2 separate regions of the Mus musculus genome follow, and region 2 is linked to region 1. The links are chromatin contacts, called in public Micro-C maps. All regions are on one chromosome and are shown on one strand. The core of a region is the stretch at or near the end of the contact, and the rest is flanking DNA. Distances in the headings are between cores, read along the strand shown.

Evidence for each region. Hi-C and Micro-C count contacts between places; a contact is called where the count stands out from the background.
Region 2: a contact with region 1 is called in a Micro-C map of granulosa cells, with 1.8 times the contacts expected there. The contact joins two enhancer-like sites. A contact is called at or near these places in 4 of 484 Hi-C or Micro-C datasets (cerebral cortex, cortical neurons and granulosa cells) and 1 of 115 datasets of contacts at active chromatin or transcription factors (trophoblast stem cells).

The regions. Positions count from the first base shown.
Region 1 is chr2:64,960,615-64,964,942 of GRCm38.p6, reverse strand. The region is part of intron 2 of Grb14 (growth factor receptor bound protein 14); the gene reads left to right. Among named protein-coding and RNA genes, the nearest start is that of Grb14, 60 kb to the left of the region's middle. Within about 2 kb of position 2,557, at least 28 of the 459 cell types and tissues checked have an H3K27ac peak or open chromatin away from gene starts, as enhancers often do. A contact at or near this core is called in granulosa cells, where this site is marked.
Region 2 is chr2:65,189,899-65,194,226 of GRCm38.p6, reverse strand. All of the region lies in intron 1 of Cobll1 (Cobl-like 1), which reads left to right. Among named protein-coding and RNA genes, the nearest start is that of Gm13594, 42 kb to the left of the region's middle. Within about 2 kb of position 2,551, at least 48 of the 459 cell types and tissues checked have an H3K27ac peak or open chromatin away from gene starts, as enhancers often do. A contact at or near this core is called in granulosa cells, where this site is marked.

The DNA of each region.
Region 1 (4,328 bases), core at 1,308-3,807:
CATTTGAGTTTCTGAGACATTAAATTATGGGGAAAAAATTTTAAAGATCAATGAAGACAAATAGTTCCTAACAGTGCATGCGTGGGTGGATGCTGTTTGTCTCCATAAGAGTGTTGCAGCTGGATGCACCATGTCTGCATCCTTTTGTCTGTCTCCTCATCTCTACACTCTTTCCCCTCCTCCCCTCTCCTTTTGTCCTTCTTTCTCACTGTGTGAACTGATTTGAACTTTTTCACTTACACATGTATAGTGGTTATTCTGAGAATAAATGGTTACTTAAAAACTGAAAGGAGACATCAGGATAACATTGTGCCCAACCTAAGCTTAACCAGTGGTTTTCTGCCTTAAGTGTGGTTAAGTGTTTGTTAGCATCTGAGAAGGTTTGTATCATGTAAAGAGGAGTTAACCCTACATGACTACATGTATCTTAAAACACTGACTATTCAGAGACAGGTCTTGGATGACGTCATTGGGAAATTAGCAAGGGATTTTTGACTTGACTCTGTATAATGTACATTGGATTCAAATGCACAGAAATGTGTGTGTGTGTGCACGTGTGCACATATGTGCATGTGCACATAAGTATGTGGGGGTAGCTTAGAATGGAAGCTTATACCTATGTGTGTCCACATATGCACATGTGCACATATGTATATGGGCATAACTTTGGATGGAAGCCTATATATGAGGCAGATTTGCATATGTGGCAATGTGGAATCTCTTTCCAGGTCAACTTTAGGACATGTCCACTAGTGAGACTATAAGGGGCTACTTTTGTCCAGGAATGCAAACTTATTTGAAACATCCCAAATCTTTTCCTATTGCATTCTGGCCCTAGTATGCAGAACTAGACCCCTGGCTACTCAGGTTCTTGAGTCTTGATTTGTTTGCTTTGACCAGGCACTTTTTTAAATGGGATATTTTCTTTATTTACATTTCAAATGTTATTCCCTTTCCCAGTTTTCCCCGATCCTGGAAACCCTCTATCCCATCCTCCCTCCCCCTGCTTCTATGAGGCTGTTCCTCCACCCACCACCCACTCCTACCGTCAATTCCCCTACACTGGAGCATCTATCAAGCCTTCACAGGACCAAGGACCTCTCCTCCCATTGATACATGACAAGGCCATCCTCACATATGCAGCTGGAGCCGTGTATATTCCTTGGTTGAAGGCTTAGTCCCTGGGAGCTTGGGGGGGTGGTTCTGGTTAGTTGATATTGTTGTTCTTCCTATGGGGTTGCAAACCCCTTCAACTCCTTCAGTCCTTTCTCTAACTCCTCTATTGGGGACCCACCCACCGCTCAGTCCAATGGTTGACTGTAAGCATCTGCTTCTGTATTTGTAAGGCTCTGGCAAGGCCTCTCAGGAGACAGCCATATCAGGCTCCTTTCAGCATGCACTTCTTGGCATCCACAATAGTGTCTGGGTTTGGTTACTGTATATGGGATGAGTCCCCAGGTGGGACAGTCTCTGGATGACCTTTCCTTCAGTCTCTGCTCCACACTTTATCTCCACATATGCTCCTGTATTTTATTCCCCTTCTAAGAAGGACCGAAGCACCCACACTTTGGTCTTCTTTCTTCTTGAGCTTCATGTGATCTGTGAATTGTATCTTGAGTATATGGAGCTTTGGCAAATGGATGGAACTAGAAAATATCATCCTGAGTGAGGTAACCCAGTCACAAAAGAACATACATGGTATGCACTTAGTGATAAGGGGATATTAGCCCAGGCACTCTTTATAACTGTCAAACGGAAGCAGAGCAGCAAGCAAGCGACTGCTAAGCCAAGGCTACTACACAGAAGGTGTGGCAAACTTCCATCCTGTAGTCTTAAAAATAAATAACATTAGGGATGAACTTAAAGACCTTGGGTTAGTAGGAGCTTGAGGGACCTGACTACTTAAAACCCCAATCTTTCAAATGTGAGAAAAGGTCTGGGGCAAATCTGCTGTTAGTAGCTAGCTCCCCTTTCCATTATGGTTCTGTCACCATCAGCTGTTGAGCAGTCAATTCTCTTGCCCCTATTGAGGAGAGCCTTGTAAAACTTCTATTTTAAACCTTATTACTGTATTCTCAGATAATTTTGAGAGGTGCTTTGTAATTGGGGTGTGGCAGATTTCGTTCTCCATTTTACTGGTCTGAAGGGAACCCGGTGCTCAGCATGTCCGGATGAGACCACCCTTCTCCTTGGTCTGCTGGCAACTGTGAAGTGTCACTAGTTCTGCTACAGCAAACCCAGTCTTATTGTTGTTGTTGTCATTGTTGTTATTATTATTTGCTTTTCTTCTTCCTCAATACCTTTTCTCATACTATTTGCTTTACCCAGGTTCCCCCTCCCTCTGTGTTTCAACTTTTTACACAATGTCAAATATGACAACAGGCCACTTTAAGTCCCAGATTGGGTTTTGTTCAGCTGAGACTTTCTATGAAAACTTGCTACTATTTTCTCTTTGGTCTGCATGTGTGGTTTCAAACTTGAGGGCTCAATAGTGTTGTTGTGGAATCCGTAATGTCTCACTTGGGGTTACAGACAATGAGTCTATTCACCATAGAATAACTATTTCATTTGTCCATTGTGAGCCCCGTGTTCTGTGGGCTGCTGGAGAGAAGATAGGAAGCCGCTGTGACTGATGTTGTGTGGTGTTCTGTGTAGCAATGGCTTTGTGGGTTTGATGGCACAGGTACACCACGCATGGTATAGACATTCTGGCCTTAAACTGGAAAAGTCATTGACATTTTCCTTCCAAGAAATAATGGTGTATCTGAGACTTTAGGGAAGAAAAGTAGGTTTCAGGGAGATAGTTCAGATAGTACCAGTAGTCAGTGCACTATGTCAAAGCATGCTGTGTTCTGGAAGGAGCTAGGCACTTGTAAGAAACTGAGGGTGAGTGGGGGTGGGGTTGGGAGTGGGGGTGGTGAGATCAGGGAGGAAGGAGCAGGTTGTGTGGAATGAAGCTGAAAAGCAGACTAGGATAAGGCATGGTCTTTGTTATGTCAGTTCCCGAGAGTCAATATTCGTGACATTTGCGTGTTTTGAACGAATGTAACTAATTAAAAATGCATAGTTTCTGCTCAGGCATAAGGATTGTTGAATATTTCTTTCAAATTTCCTAAGACTTTGTTATGTGGTGTCTCTAAGCTATGTACTCCTTTGCTCTCAGTATTTCACACCTAGAAAAAGTTGAGGAAGGGCGCAGGGAGCAGCAGCTTTGCTGGAGTTACTGAGGGCTGCTGGAGCAGCGTTCTTTTGGAGATTCATTGTTTGAAAAGCAGAGATATGGAATAAGAACTAATGAACGCATTATTTCCATCCCCTTAAGCAAACACACAGGCTTGTTTAATTCAAAATCCTTACACTGTCTCCTCTTATCTCTGGCCACAGCATTCCTTATTTAGAAGAATGTGAAGATCCAAGGCTGCTCTGACCTTGCTATAAAAATATTCATATGATTTAAGTACATTTGCTCTCTGTTTAAAGAAAAAAAACAGCAAGAAATCTTGAAGCATCAGAAAATGTTTTGTAATCTTTCTCTAGTTGCTCATAACTTTGGAAGAGTTATAGAAACAAAATGAGCTCCACTTTGGGTCCTAGTGCAGGGAACTCTTCTGTGGACTTTTTGTCTTAACTTTAATCTTCTAGTAATTATACGTTAGTGATAGAAATAATGGATACATAGGATTAAAGAATGAAACTTAAACACTGGAAGATACACTTAAAATATGTTTATCACATTATTTTAAATACAGTACTAGTTAATATTAATTGAGCTCAGATTTTTTTCCTAGACACTCTAGCCCAGGAGCAACACAGTCCAGTCATGCTCCAGTCATCATTCCTCTGTTTGCCCTTTTTCTTCTTTCTCTCTCTCCATTCTATTTGTTTTTTGTTTTAATGATTGATCTCATACACTTCCCCACTGTGACAAGCTGTGTTCTCTCTCTTATTCTCTGAAGAAGCTGAGGACAGTGAGGGCAGGACGTGGGGCATTTATCAGTTTCCCAGGATGGCAGTTTGGAAAGCCCTTGGCAAATACTCATTGGACACTCCTGATGCATCCCCAAAGCTCTTGAGTGCATCCAGCTTGGAAGGAACTGGGGATCCTCTTGCATCCCATTGTTGTGGTCAGCTATGGGGGGGGGGGGGAGGGGGGTTAAGGAGAGGGGGAGAGACCTTGTTTAGTGTCTGCTCTGTCTTCCTGGGCTTTTCCATATAATAAACTTCTCTGAGAATCAAATTCCAGGTAATTTCACAGAAATCCAGAGTGTTCTGAGAACAAGGCAGTGTGTATTGCCCTCACTCTCAGCCTCTCTCTTTCTCTCTTTATT
Region 2 (4,328 bases), core at 1,302-3,801, 230 kb before region 1:
TTTGTCATTTTATTAACTCTAAGTACCAAAGAGTTTCTCTAACCCCAGTCATCTCTTTCAATGGTTTAGCACTCTGGATATTGGAGATATGTGTTCTTAGGAGTTTTAAAAGTGAAGATTGAATTCATTGTCCTGCGGAGAATTTTTTTTTTTTCACTGAGTGGTGCATATTGTGGTCAACATAGCAACTTGGGGGTGAGAAAAGATTAGGGAGTGCATGCAAAAATATGCTTAATAAAACATAATAAATGAACAGATATTATCAAAAGCAATGCTGTGAGAAGATTTTAATGTAAATGTTTTATTTACTAAATTGAATATTGTGGAAATTGTATATTTTTCTCTCATTTTGCCATGTACTATCTCTTTATCTTCTCTTCTATATGTCCAGCAATCTCTTGTTGGAGCATTTTATTTATATCCTCTAAGCATTCTGAGGACTTCAAAACATCATGTTGTTTAAGCATACTATAAAGAGTCCCCTTTTAGAATGTTATTGTAAAGGAATCGTTTTTAAAAGGACGTTTTAAAAAGTAGTTTCCCTTTCAAAATAAACATATTTGATTACTTGATATGTGGAGCCCACTTTCCCTAGGGACGGAGATGAGAAGAGTCTAGAAGGAAGTGGGTTTCGTAAAGACTGGTTGCGGTGATAAGTATTTCTCACAATTCGCTTTTGTTTTTATTGGCTCCTGCTGTTGGCATTGACTTAAAGGGCTTTAAGATTCATATTCTTTTTTAAACAATACTAAATCTAAAAACACTGGTACTTGTTGGGCGGGGAAAGTATTTTCGAGTTTAGCAAAGTCTCTGGCTCTGAGATATTGGGCTGACCCAATATGATGCTGCAACCTGAGGATTTTGTGGGTTGTAGGACTCCCCTGTGGCCTGGTTAGTCCTGTCCTTCCTTCTCTGCTTTTGGCACAGCCCAGCAGTGTGCACCTGGCTGGCCATTGGAACGTGTCAAGTGCAATGAAATCTTCTGGGCCATCACTGTGCCCAGCAAAGGGTGACTGACGTATCGGAATTCTAACTATGGTACTGGGATGTTCTTTAGGGGCATTGTTCTGGTTATGTCTGCAGTCCTCATGCCACACTGTCCTCCTCCCACAGTGCAATGAGATGACGTATCCACAAGTGGACACGGGGTTCTGTTCCCTCCAGATTTGCCAGTAGTGCAGGGATACCTCTGAAACTTAAGGTAAATTCCCTTTATATGGGATACACAGTCTTTAGACAAGTGTCATTTTCTCTTAAGTCTCTTGTGTGATTAGTGGCACACATCATTGAAGGATTATAGCCACAGTCCATGGTATAAGAATAGACATTGCTGGCACCAGGATGCAGATGGAGAGGCCGGGGTTCAGTCTCTACCTTTCAGTTGAAGTGCTAGTTATTCATCTTACAGAGATTGGTACATTATAAAGTCAGATAATTCTGTTGTTTAACAAAGAAAGTTTGCCACCAACTTTTCTATGACTCTGTCATTTCTAAGTGTGTGTTACCTTGTCCTTATATGTTGGAAACCGCATGAATTGAAAGAGGTTCTTATGAATTATGAATAAATAACTAAATAGTTTATATGCATGCTGTTTTGAAAGTGTCCCTTTAAACTTCATTAGTATTAACACATGCACATACCCCTGTCATCTAATTGAAAATTGCTTTTCTAGTGGTGATATTCATTGTTTGTAAACTTCATAGCAGTTTACAAAGCAATGTTCTGCTAGGACTGTGTATTCCTGTAATCCTAGCCACTGCCAAGGTGGAGGCAGGAGGGTAAACCAGCTTGAGCAACCTAGAGAAATCCTGTCTCAAAACGAAATTATAATAAAAAAAAAAAGTGGGGGCTGAAGGCAGTTTTTAGTGATTGAGCAGTTGTTTAGCATGCTTGAGTTCCTGAATCAAAGCCCTGGTAACAGAAAGGAACATAAGGACTTGTTTATGGTCTCATGAGCCTGCAGGAAGTAGGAACTTATGCTGGTCTGCATTGTTTAATGTCTTTTCCATTGGTGTTTCTCATACACTCATTGTTTTTCATGTTGTTCCTTGTCTTCATATGGGCCTGGCGGCATTGAGAAGGAGTTTACATGCAGCTTATGGGGAAAATATGATTGCTAAAGTCTCTTCAGGTAAACTGTGTTTTTAGATCACTAGTGATTTACATTGTTCAGGATTTAAGTTGTGAGCCTTGAGAAAGGTGACACGTTATGATAATTGTCTGTTACAAAATGTATCTCAAAGTTACGTGAAAATACTTGAAATTAAGTTGTGTTGGAAATGTAATTTACCAAATTTGTAAAGTGGCAAATAAAAACTGTAGGATCTTTTGCTTGTATTGAACATCTAAGACAGTTTTAATTTCTCATTTTGAAAATTGTCTTGGAGCCTGACACCTGCCTTTAAAGAAGAATTATAAAGCACTATCATATCGAATTCTTCTGGGTGAGAGAAGTTCCGTTCGTTCTCACACTGGAGAGTGGAGGTAGCCCCAGAAGGGAGAAGGTGCCTCTAAGGCTGACTCATTCCCTTGGCCTGTCTGGTCCCTATGGATACGCTGGATACACCACAGAGCCTCCTGTCTCTTGAAGGATCCTGGAGGCTGATTATCTCCAGCAGGAGATAAGGTTGTTGTTCTTTTCTTTCCCCAGCAGAATAGGGATCCCTGATTAGGGGTAGAATGGAATTTCGGGGTAGGAACGTTTATGGGTGGGGAGCCTTGGGTGTGTCTTCCAGTGGAATGTCTACTCCAAGAAGTGATTCCAGGATCTGGTGGGCCTGGAAGGGAGTCAGTCCGGGGCTGGAGCAGAACAGGTCACTTAATCTTCTCCCTAAATATTTATTTTAGTGCAGGGACATGTGAAGGGCAGTGTCTGCAGGCAGAGTTTATGCTCAAAAGTATTCTCTCTAGATCTAAAGCATAAGTAGAAAATTGTAAATATTTAAAGCTAGACATTTTATTTAGCCCGAAACCATTTACTAATACTTTTTTTTAAAGGTGAAAAACGTTTTCCTCCGCGGGACATGTAATGCTTAGGGCTCATTATAGATGCAATTTACACAAATGCTATATAATTGTTACCGCTCAGTGTGAATTTGAGGAAATCAAGGCTTGAAGATCTAGAAGTTGGCTCGAGCTTACTGAGTAATGGAGTCTTCATTTGGATTCCTTTGCCCTTGAGTTACTTGTTTCTTAATCACCACCCTATATTGAAACAGTAGCCACTTTTAATTATGTGATAGTTGAAGCCCCAACTTTGTTCTATGAGGAGCCAGTGGGGATTGGTTCTGGGCATGCTTCTACTTTCTTAAAGCCTCATTTGCTGTGTGTCTGTCAGGCTGTAGTTTCCTGAGTCCAGACAGGGTGACTTTAGAACCTATGAGAGCAAAGGAGCCCTCAAAATTAGCAGCGTGATAGGCTGTTTCATTCTTATGTTAAATGTTCTTATTATTTCTTGAGACATCATCTCACTGTGTCACTGAGGTAGGTCTTGAACTCCCGAACTCAAGGAATCCTCAGGGTCCTGGGTAGCTATAGTTAGAGCATGTGTGATACCAGGCAGTATGCTGACCTTTAAAAAATAAGTCCTTGAGCGTCAGGAGTTGAAGGAGGCTTTTGTCTGTTGTCTGCGTACTGGTTTTCTAACTTGAAGTGCATTAGAGAATGTCCATTACCTTGCTGGTAAACCATTTCAGGACTGGAGAATTCAGCTTACTGGACGAACTTTCCTTACTAGTAATCTCTCCCTTGGTTAGTTCTGACTTTTACTTTGGAGGTAGACTAAGTTGTTAGACATTACAACAAATCATCTTCTAGACTTTATGATTATATAATGAAATGGTTGAGAGCTGGGATTGTAGCTCAGTGGTGGAGTGTGTACATAGAGTGTTGGAGGGCCTGAGTTCCCGTCCCTGCATCACACACCATCAGTGTGCACCGCCCCCCCCCTCACACACACACACACATACACAGACACACAGAGACACACACACACACACAGACAGACACACACACACATCTTATACATAAAGGAGTTGCACACTCATTTGATCTATTTCATATTTTAATATGAATGTGTGTTTTCAACTTTCAGTTTCAGGAAATAAAGGGATGAACATACACTTTTAATATTTTTGTCTTTTTTGGTTTCTAGAGTTAGGGTCTCAGTACGTAGCTCTGGATGTCTTGGAACTATGCAGACCAGAGTGTCTTAGAACTCAAAGAAATTGGCTTGCTTCTCTCTCCCTAGTGCTGAGATTTAAGGCACAAGTCACTACTTGAGCTGATGCACACTTTTAAACGGAACAGAATTTCATGAGAAACTGTA